2 separate regions of the Gossypium hirsutum genome follow, and region 1 is linked to region 2. A link is a contact called in public Hi-C data. All regions are on one chromosome and are shown on one strand. Each heading gives the region's core, a stretch centred on a gene start, on an enhancer-like site or on the middle of the called end of the contact. The rest is flanking DNA. Distances are from core to core; before and after follow the strand shown. Region 1 holds the start of LOC107922232 (serine/threonine-protein kinase CTR1). Region 2 holds the start of LOC107949479 (UTP--glucose-1-phosphate uridylyltransferase).

Region 1 (5,797 bases), core at 2,142-4,641, 730 kb after region 2:
CAAATACAAGATTAAGTGATTCACAGTCCGAAAAATAATGTTTGGCCAATGACCTGAAATCAATGGCGGGTATAGCTGGTTTGAGATGTGGAAAGCGCAATGGGGAAGAAATTGAGATGGAAGATGGACCATTCAGCAATGAATCGGGCTCGCATAAGTAACCTGGGTTCCCAATTAGATCAACTAGATACTCCCTGAAATCACCAAGACCATGAAGTAAGAAAAGTTATCCAGAATAATAATATATCCAATCATTCTCAATATCGAAGTCGTTCAATAATCAAAATCCAATCTCCAAACAACATGAAACCAATATATATATATAAGCTGGTTTTAAGCCCATGAGAAAATAAAGTCCATCTCCACTAGTGAATGAAACCCTTCTAAATTTTATCTAGGATAGACATCCTGCTAGAACTTGGATGGTTGTTCCCCATCAGACTGGCTTCATGAGACTACACTTGTATATAGAAAACTTTAACCAAGATAAGTTGGCAGTTTTCACAAACTGTTGCCCACAATAGGAAGAAAGAACCACAAGATGCAAACGCAGCACTACCAAGCAAGAGGAATAGCAGGTAGAATTAAGCAATTATTGTTTGAAATTGTTCAGTTTCTACATGAAAAACAACATCAATAGAAAATGCAGGGTTCTTTTATCAGCAAAATATTGTCATCTTTGAACAATCCTACTAAAAGAATGACAACTTAAGAATATAAAGGAAACAGGTTGCAAATCAGAACCAAAATGAAGATAATTAACAACCAAATACCATGGTGCAGATATAAAATACCTGTCATGCCCAAAGCGAACAAGGCAGGAGGAAGCATCATCTCTTTTACAATATTTGCATCCCTTTGCAATTCGACATGGCAGATCAATTGTGTCAGCTAGCACCTGGATAAGTCATATTTGAATGTGAATAAATCCTTTCCCCTTCAAAGGGCAACACATTTAACAGGAAACTTGCTTCACCAAGGAGTGGTGAAGGCAAAAAAAGATAACTAACTAAAGTAAAAAGTACTTCCAAAAACCTTTGCTGAAATGAAAACACCATAAAAATTTAGGACCTTACTTTGAATAATAAAGCTCGATGTCTGCAAAGGCCAGCAGACAGGCTACCTATAGGAACCACAACTGAGCCTAAGCAATCTTTTAAATCATCACTGCAGTCCCTCCAATACAAAAGTAAATCATCCTCTCCAGTTGCAGATGAACCCCTTCGGTTTGAAATAAAACAATTCATCACCAAGGTGCATAGAAATTGCATGAATGTTGAAATTTTGTGCATTAATGGTGTAGAGAACTCACCCCATGCGACTGCAGACAAGCTTTGCTAACTCATCAACAACTTCTTTTGTGGTTATGCAGCTACAAGAAATGTTATGGACTCTATTTTGGAGTTCCTTTAAGCCAAGATCACTTCTTCGGTCAACTGATATCGCTTCTATCGGTGAACCAACAACATGATCAACAGATCTTAGAGAGTCGATCGTTGGAATTCGACCATGTTCATGCAAATCAGTGCACATGGTCCAGACATATGGGTTAACTCCATGAATTAAATAAAACCCATCAGGAACTTTCTCAAAGTATGATAAGCAGCCATTCACCTGATGCACAAAAACATTGAAACAGCAGGATATTTAAAGTTCGAATTTTTTATCACCCAAATCCTGAAACAGTAAATCCTAGTTTCCACACATGTAATTCAGGTGCTTTGCAGCTATATACTCCCATTGTACCCACATTTAAAATACATAAGCTTGCCAATATCAGAATAAAAGAACTAACCATTCACAAAATTAACAATAATAATAATAACAATAATCATCCCCACTCCAAATGTTCAGATTAGCAGAACTAACTCATTTTTTGATAGGCGAGTAATCGATGGAATTACAAATGGAGTAAGCATTACAAATGTTTTTGTGGGAGAAAGTATAAAATATCTAGGGGCAAGTCGCATCTCGTTTTATCTATTATTGTATTTATCTTATGTATTAATTTTTTTAGTAATTTACTACTTTAAGTAACTGCATTGATCTGGTAGCTACGCCACCTACAGAATTTAAAGGCCCTAGAGGAGCATTTGTCATACAACTTCCTACCAAGATAACTAGAAGTTTGAACTAATAAAAACCCTATTGAACCAAAAAAGGATAAAGGCCCAGTAGAAATTGCTTGCTTTTTGAGATCCCACTATAAATTTTATCCATATAGATTCTGATTGCCAACTCATGCATACTAGATCCAAATGTAAAAATAATATTGCCATAAATCGACAAGATTTTTCTAAACCCGAACCAATAAAAAACTACTCTTGACCAACCAACTTGTCACATCCTATCCTTTGAATCATTCAGAGTTCACAACAAAATGTAAGAGTTCACTCACACAATCCAGTTCATCTCGTAACAGATATTTGGAATCATCTAAAAAGTAAATCCATTCACTATCACGACCGTTATATTTGCCTATGCATATTCCTTCAATCTCCTAGCCTTACTGTTCATTTAAGTTAATTTAAACAAGCTAATAGTGAAATGAACAAAGAAATCACTAGAAATATACCCAGAACCGGTGGGAAACTATCTCAGCTGAGGCGGAGCTAGAGCTAGTTCCCCGAATAGCAGAATCATCCGAATCCGGACCCAGAAAATTCGGGTCATCAGCACAGGTAGCTTCCGAAGAAAGCCTCAAAGCCAACGCCAACTGCAATTGATAACTCTCCTCCGTTTGCTGCGCCCAGCTTTTTCCAGAGGACGAACCCCCAATTTTCGTTCTTAAATCCACATGCTCACAGCTCCCGTCGTGACCATAAACGAACCCATCAATCTCGTTGGCGGCCGTCGTAGAAAAGGTCGGCACATAATAATCTCCCGATAAAGAGCTCTCACCAAAGCTACTTCCACTCGATTGCCGTTGAAGACTGATCGACGAAGCAAAAGTATTCCCTCCCCCGCCGCCGCCACAGATTCGATTTACTTGTAGCTGGTTCTGGTTTTGGTTCTGACTGAGACTCTGATCCCAATCAGTTAAACCTCTCTCTGATTTCACTTTGTTCTTATTACTGGTGGCTTCGCTTGAAAGTGAATCGCAATAGGGAGGCGGAGCTCCTGATATGGACACGGTGTACTGGTCGTCGGGATACTGGCTAAGGAGAGAGTAATTAGATCTTCGTCCGGGCATTTCCATTGATACTCTAAAGGAATTGATCACAAAACCCTAGAAACCCTAGGAACCGCCATTGTTGAATATTTCAAGCCTTTCTAGTTTTTTTTCCTGAACTCTTTTTACTAATTTCTTGTTTTCCCTCTTTCTAGAATTCGATTATCGGAGAGAGAAAGAAAAAAAAAGGGAAAAGATACCATTTTTATTCGGTGGCCTAATCGTTTGTTTTTTATTCTCGAATAAACTATATAATTAATCACTAAAATTTAGTAAAAATTTTAAATAATATTATTAAATTGTTTTCTTGCTTTAATCGCTTGTTGTTAATTTAATTAACTGAAATTCATTTTAATCATTCTTTATTTTTTAAAAAAAATAATAATTATTTGATAATCTCAATATAAATTTTGATTATATCTATTTTGTTGACACAATACTTATAATTGTTTATATTCTCTTCTTAACTCAATAATAAATTTCAACACATTCAAATACATGTCCTCTGGATAACAATATCCAAATCAACTAGATATTTTTTTAATTTCTTTTATTATTTTAAAAAAATTACTAAAAATTGCGTTACTTAACTATAAATAAGAAATGCAAGTTTTATTTTAAAACTCAAGTTTTTTTCTACAAAAACTCAAATAGTTTCCTATAAAAACCTACGTAATTCTTTGACAAAACTTAATCTTAATTTAGTTTTTGAAAATACAAATAAAAAATAAAAATTCATTTTTAATTGTAATACAAAATTATTGCCCGGGGCCCAAAATCATTTACACAGCCCAAATTAAATACAATCAAACCCAATAAAACTTGGGCCAATCCCAACCCAATTACAAGGCCCAATTGGCCTGAAGTCACAGAAACCCTAAGCAGCAGATCGCCGCAGCTGCTCCCGCACGTCGCCCTTGCACGTCACACACGTTGTCCCGCGCTCCAGCACGTTCTTCCTGCAGCAGACAACAAACCTCGGCCACGAACAATAGTAGAAAAATACAATGAAAATGTAAAAAGGGAGGACAGTTTTTAGAGAATGGCTTTTTTCTATTTTTTCGGCTATATAAAGCCAATTGTTTTTTTGTAAAAAGGTGACATTTTTTTATATCTAGAAAACGATTGAAAAGAAATAAAAAGCAAAGGATCGAAGGGGGATTTTTGGGGAAGGTGATTAACTTTTCTTTGTTTTGTTTTTTCGTTGCATCTTACCACTTTTCTTGTTTTTTGTCTTCTCTTCTTTCTTTCTTCCACACTAAACAAATAGAAAAGAACAGGAAGAACCATACCTGGAGGGCGTGCTTGCGAAGTTCTTCCTGGTTCTGTGCAGAGAGCAGAATGAAGGAGTAGAAGGGGTTTTGGGAGAAGCGGCGCACGCAAGAAGAGAATAGCTTAGGGTTTTTTTTTAAGTTTTAGATGGCTTTTATGCAGCATATAAAACAGCGTCGTATAAGTAACCCGAAAACCGTGTGACCCGACCCAAAACCCGATCAGATCCGCGTGTTTTAGGCACTAATGGGTTATTTATGCTTTTAATCCTCTCACGTTTTCATCATTTCAAAACCACTGATTTTTCTGTTTTCAAATTTTTCCCTGGAACATTGAATTTGTTTTATTTTGGTCCAATGCTGCGTAGCGTTTTGGGGTGTATGGATTAATTTCCCTTTTGGTCCCCATCTGTTGTGTGTGTGTTCAATTGGGGTCACGCATTTATGTTTATTTCGAATTCGCCTTTAAATTTCTGTTTTGATTACAAATTAGTCCTTCTGTTTTTACACTAATAATATTATTATTATTTTTTAAACTATTATTATAATTATTATTATCACATTTTTATTCCAAGTTTCTGTATATATACACGCATATTTTTTTAATGTATATGCATATATTTTTTAGACTTTATAAATACATGTATATATTATATACATATATGTTTATTTTATTTTCATAACTTTTATATACATATATATACATTTACATTTTATAATAAATGTGCATTTTCCATATTTTAAAATCCATGCATGTATATGTGCATTTTTTATAATATATACATATTTTTTAGAAATTATTATAAGTTTTTTTTGTTTTGTACATGTCATTCATGTTTTATATATCTGTATATTTATATATACGTATCTTAATATATGCATATACATATTTTCAGAATTTATTAATATATTGTACTTATATATATATATTGTAAACACATATACATGAATAATTTAAATTAAAGTATTGATTTCATGTTGCACATCTACATTTTATCATACTTTTAAAGAAAATATATTTTGGTTTCGTCAAAGCATTAAAATCATCTTATTTTGTAGATTTTCAAAATATTTGGCATTCAGGATTCTTAAGAAAGATCGTGTCCTAACTTACTGGATTTTGATTGTTTTTCGATGAATTTAGAGAGCCAAGTATTTATTTTGCAATAAAATCACACAGATTTCAAAATAAAAGCTTATTCTCGGGAATTCAAAAATGTTGGGTCCTAACTTACTATGCATGACGTTTGTCACCTCGAAATAAGAATTTCTAAAAATAATTAAATAAAGGCAATATTCGGTATTTGGAATTTTGAAAACTTGTGCCCTAACTTACTGGGTTTCGATTTTCTTC
Region 2 (6,037 bases), core at 769-3,268:
TAATCTATCAATAATTAAAACTTTTATTCTCTTTATTTGGCACAATATAATATAAAAAGCATATATAAATATATGAATGTAGAGGCATATATAAAAAGCATATATAAATATATGTATGTCACAAAAACTATATTCATTTATGTAGAGGCAAGTCTTTAATATATAACTATGGAATCATCAAGAAATGCTTCTCTTTTCTTAGAAAAAAAATAAGTATCAAACTTCCAGAAGTTAGATAATTACTTACTTGGGACCACCGAAACCCATATTCTTTCCCAAAGCTCCATTATACTTCACCACAACAAGCTTATCCAAAAGCTGTTTAGATTCAGCAATATCTGCTGAACTCTAATGTACTGTTATATTTTTCTTGATGTTATATTTGGAATACAATAAATTCACAAGTAGAAGAATAATGAGAAAATATTACCACAAGACATAGGTGCTAAGTTATTATAAGGAACAACAAGCACTTCATCACTTACACTGCCTTCGCTCTCACTTGTGCTCTCTACTTGGTCCCTTTAATCAAATATCGGATTTCAAGTAAACCAGACAATTGGAAATAGTTCCAATAACAAAACAAAGAATAGAAGAAACAATGCAACAGCAAACCATGAAAACTCAACTCGTATAAAATAGACAAACTTCAGAGCAAGAATTCTAGACAGAGACTACAAAATAAGAAATAAACCTATCATTCTGCACAATTATCAGAAGTAAACCGATAAGAACTGGGAAAAGGATATTCTCTCTATACTAAGATCCTCAATCAAGCTACTTAAGTAAGGAACCACTTAGTAATAACTCAAGATTCTGTCATCTATATATCGAGAAACTCATGTCCACAACTCAAAATCACTCTTAAATCATCCATCAAGCACATCCAATCTTACAACAATTACTGCCAACAAACTTAGCCGGTCTCTTATTTCCTCTCTAGTTAAATTAATAAAATTAACATCCAATGCACACCTTATAACCTACGATTTTTATACTCAATTTCGGTCACAGAAACCACAGTTCAGAGATAAAACCCACCCTTTCCACCAAAATTAGAGAAAAAAAGAAAAAGAATCCATCCTATCAAAACATTCAAATATCAAACCCAGAAAAAGAAACTTTAAAAATATAATAAAAACATACTTGATTGTAGCCTTCTTCCCAGTCCCTTTTGCTCCATTTTTTTCTTCTCCAACATAAGACATTTAGTTATCATGTTACATATCAAGTAAACGAATTGAACAGAATCATTGGTCGGTATTGGATAAGTAGCCTTCTTATATTGTTTCAATATATAAAACTATATATTGTTACATTAATGTTCTCTGGACCAGCAATCTCTGCATCTAGTTGAGTACCATCTGCAGTATTTCCAGCACTGGTATTTCTTTTTCCTATTTCCTCCAAAGTTACAGATCCCTTCTCAGGTTTCTTCTGCTTGTCACATTCAGAAACCTACCAAAACAGACCATGCTAAATGTAAAAACAAATAATTTCCTTTCTAGACTAGAAAAGAACATTTGAAAAACTTTGGGCTTGAAGACATAAATAAACTCTACATTCATCTTTTCCCTTGAAAAATAATCTAGAGTTATATGTCATTCCACATTGAAAAACTGGTCTATGAAGAAAAATGAACGAACAATTCATCTTGTTATAAAAACAAATACAAATACCCAGAATCCAAAATCAGCGTTATAAAAACAAAAGAACAGGAAAATCGAGAAGATAGGAAAACTCGTTCTTACAGCTTGTATGTTCCTATCCTCATCGTCAAAAAAGAGCATTGAGTTGAAGGGATTTCCAGTCCTTGAGTGAATTCTCTGGAAATGATCGATCTACTCAAACCTCAAAGTGAAGAAGAAATTGGGAGAGGCGCAATTTAGGGTTTGGATTTGGTTGAAAAATGAGAGCATTTTAACCATAAGAGGGGTTGTTTGCCCTAGATTTGGTACGGCGCCGTTTATCTTCTCTTGAAATGGTGTCGATTTTGATCTGTTTTTGGGGAAATGGTGTGATTTTTTTAAATTAAAATGATTTTTTTTGCGGCTTACCTTTTGCAGAGTTTGTATAAAAATACCACAAAAATTAATTTATTTTGAACAAAACGACGTCGTTTGTATATAGTAACGACGTTTTTTTGCTAAAAACGCCGCTAAAGCTCGCATATTTTTAATATTTAATTATTGTATCTTTCATATAAATTTTAAATAAATAATTATTAAATTTTAAGTAATATTTATAAGAATTAGATAAAATTATAAAATTTAGTTTTTTATTTCAATTTTATTTTTGTATTTTATTTTTATTTCTTATAATTTGGTCCTATCCAAATTAAATAATTACCTATATATCCATATCAATCTATTAATTTTTTTAACTTATTTATTAATTCTATTTAAACTAATATTTAAATATATTAAATGGTTTAGATTAAATATTTTTAAATATAAAGGCATTAATTAATTGTATAAAATTTTATCATTTAACAAATCTCAAGTAAACCTTAACCTTAAACCCTAAATTAACCATTCAATACATATAAAGTCTATTTATTATATTCTCTTAAATAATTTAATTTCAATATATTAAATTTATTATTATCTCTTTTACAATTATATAAAAACATATTTAATATATTAATTAAAAAATAACTAATCTAAACCCTAACTCGACTCTTAAATCCCTAAACCCTAAATCCCTAACTCTTAACCCTTAACCCCTAACCCCTAACCCCTAACCCCTAAACCTTAAATCTCAACCCTTAAACCATAATCCCTAAATCCATACTTCCTAAACCTTACACTATTAACTCCTAAACCGGCCTTAAATCTTAAATTAGTCATATACCCTAAACCAAAAACCCTAAACTATAGTGATAATTAATTCAATATTTTAAAATTAATACTATCTCTTTTACGATTATATAAGAAATTATTTAATATATAAATTAAAAAACAATTAGTAATGTACCCAAAAAAATTTAAAATTATTTTAAATAATAGTATTTTAATTTTTCCATTTTTAACAAATATTTTTTTATGTTTTTTATTTCAAATTATTTCTACGTGTCATTATTTCAAATTTATCCATTTTTAACAAATATTCAATTAAAAATAAATTGAATTTTAATTAATATAAATAAACCATTAAATAGTAAATAGACAGATAAAATGTTTTTGCGGCGCTTTTTCAGAAACGCCGCTAAATCCCTGAGCATTAGCGGCGCTTTTTTAAAAAAGCCGCTAAATCCCCTAGCAGTAGCGGCGCTTTTTCAAAAACGTCGCTAAATCCCTGAGCATTAGCGGTGCTTTTTCAAAAACGCCGCTAAAGCCCCGGCATTAGCGGCACCTTTACAAAAACGCCGCTAAAGCCTCGAGCATTAGCGACGCTTTCCAAAAAATGCCGCTAAAGCCCCGAGCATTAGGGGCGCTTTTCCAAAAACGCCGCTAAAGCCCCGAAAGGTAAAAAATGATATCGTTTGGCAATGCTAATTTTTAGAGGAAAGCGCCGCTAATGCTCGATCTTTAGCTGCGTTTTACGTAAAGTGCCACTAATGCTCGATTTTTAGCGGTGTTTTTTGTCTAAACGCCGCTAAAAGCTTGTTTTGCTGTAGTGATGTAAGTCTTCATACATGCATAAAATGGAAGGAAGAATGGTGGACTTTGAATACAAAATTAATTTGAAATAAATTATTCCTTAATTGTTGTGATTTTATATCCCTTGATTTTTATCTTAATTTTCGTAACCAATATTAAGAATTTTTCTATTACTTTTTACATTGACATTAAAAAGTAGATATGTTTTTATTTAAAAAAATGAATCTGGTAGTAAATAAGGTTTAATATGAAATAAATTATTGATATTATAAATATTAAATATATTTACTATCTATTATTATGGTAATTTATTGGTTTAGTTATAAATTGTGCTAGTAGAAAATTTCAATTTAAAATAGAGTATTGAATAGTTATTTAAAATGTTTAATAATTTGGAATTTGGAACTAATGTAATAATACATCATTATTACTAATAACAAAAAAAAATCATATTTAAAACTTAATTAAAAAAATCCACTTTAAATATTATTTTAAAATATTTTAAAATTCAAAAAATTAATTTAAAACTCAATATTTTCATATACACTTTGAAATCTTCTTTTATTATATATATGATTACCCCGAATTTCTACCTGATTATTTAAAAATTTAGATATTCAACGGATTCAAATATCCAACAAATAATTTATTTAATTTAGATTATGATAATAATAAACAAATTTAAATGTTAAAGGGTTCTCCTCTCTCTCTCTAAAAGAAATGGCTTAAGGACTTTTCCACTCTTCATATGGTCATGTCTTGCATAAACTTTAACGTTAATTTGTTGATTGAGATTGTTTGATTTCATCTGCTGTTAAATCAAATTGTTTAAATGTAAACAAATATAAATTCTTTAAAAATAATTAAAAATCAATTAAGCTTTAAATTAAAAATATAATTAATTAAATTCATAATAAAAAAGTTAACAATTTATTGAGCCCTTAAAATATAGTTTTCCGTGAAATACCTTTACGAGCCGTTAAGTGTTGTCATGAAAAAATTTATGACGTGGTGACTAATGTAAAAATATTGTTGAGGACTTACTTGCTTTTTAATTATTTAAGAGGGCTTAATTTTTTTTAAAGCCTAAACATTATTAAGATATTATAAAAAATTATAAAATTATAAAACTATAAACATTATTAAAATTATAAATATTATTAATTGATTATGAAAAATGTGAAAGAATTATATAAATGTTAGAAAAATTTTAGAAATTATATAAAAAAATGTTATAAAATTTATTTTAAAAATTTATAAATTTTATTAAAAATATTAAAAATTGTTATTTTGAAGGTTTCAAGTTTTTTAGTTTTGGTAATAAGGAAATAGGAAGCTTGAAGTGTAATGGTGATTGGATATGTATGGAGTGCCGAGTCTGAGGTTTGAGCGACAATAAGTTTATTGTTGGCGGCTTAAGGTAAGTGAGTAATGGTTTTGGTTGGGAAGAGGTGATGCGGCCTAAGATAGTGTATGAGGGAAAACAAAAATGAGTAGTAAATTTTATTAATTTTTTAAAATTATTAAAATATTATAAAAAATTAAACAATCAATTAAACCCTTCACATCAGTCACTATGTAAACTATCACGTCATCGCTTAACTATCCGATGAACCTTTGATGGAAAATTATATTCGAATGGCTCATTTAATTGCTAACATTCAACTAAATACTCAAATAATTGCAACTTTTTATTGAATGCTTTAATTATTTTATAAGTACTTCTTTATAACTTAAGCCAAAACAATTTTGAGTGATTCAATATGAAAATGAAGGCGCAATCATTGTTGAGAAATGTAGGAAAAATGGAGCCCAATTTGGGGCTTGAAATTAGTGGATAAGGGCCATTTTGAATGCCATATTAATATAACTTACGAAGTTCATGATTTGATTATCTTTTACCATGATGAGCAAATTCTTTATTTATTTATTTTTTGAGTTTTTTCTATTATTTATAAAAATTATTCAATTTGAAAGTTTTGAGAATTTCACATTCAAGCGGCATATATACTCAGAAATATAAATCTTTTATAGGGCGGATACCATTTACTGGGACAACAAATGAGGGCTAAGGTTACAGAATGTAAATTAGTAGTAAAGGAAAAATTTTGACAAGTAATTTGAAGGAAAACTTGAATCAAATTTTTATGCAAAACTTGAAAGGCTTTTAGGCTTCTTCCACCTCCATTTATAGGAGAAATTCATAACTCTATTTAATTGAATTTGAATCCCGCACAGTTTCTTGATAAGGATGATGTCTCATCTTTGATTGATGACATTTTTGTCTTATTGTGATTATTTCCACGTTGCTTCCTTTTTTGTTTGGACTTGAGTGTGGAAAAGGGCAACTTTAAAACCCAATTGTTAAAAATATTTGTCGAAACTACCTTTTTTGAAAACAAAAATTTTAGTTGTCGACTTTAAAAAACAAAAAT

The links. Hi-C and Micro-C count contacts between places; a contact is called where the count stands out from the background.
Region 1: a Hi-C map of leaf shows a contact between it and region 2, with 2.7 times the contacts expected there. The contact joins the promoter of LOC107922232 here to the promoter of LOC107949479 in region 2. A contact is called at or near these places in 2 of 34 Hi-C or Micro-C datasets (anther and leaf).

The regions. Positions count from the first base shown.
Region 1 is chrD01:33,806,795-33,812,591 of Gossypium_hirsutum_v2.1, forward strand. It overlaps LOC107922232 (serine/threonine-protein kinase CTR1), which reads right to left and starts at 3,392. Exons shown (of 16, transcript XM_016852149.2): 1 at 2,576-3,392; 2 at 1,313-1,614; 3 at 1,077-1,221; 4 at 795-898; 5 at 1-194. The coding sequence starts at 3,199. LOC107921237 (a long non-coding RNA gene) reads right to left here and starts at 4,918. Exons shown (of 2, transcript XR_001690990.2): 1 at 4,465-4,918; 2 at 3,894-4,131.
Region 2 is chrD01:33,077,201-33,083,237 of Gossypium_hirsutum_v2.1, forward strand. It overlaps LOC107949479 (UTP--glucose-1-phosphate uridylyltransferase), which reads right to left and starts at 2,019. Exons shown (of 4, transcript XR_005908960.1): 1 at 1,752-2,019; 2 at 486-1,458; 3 at 248-356.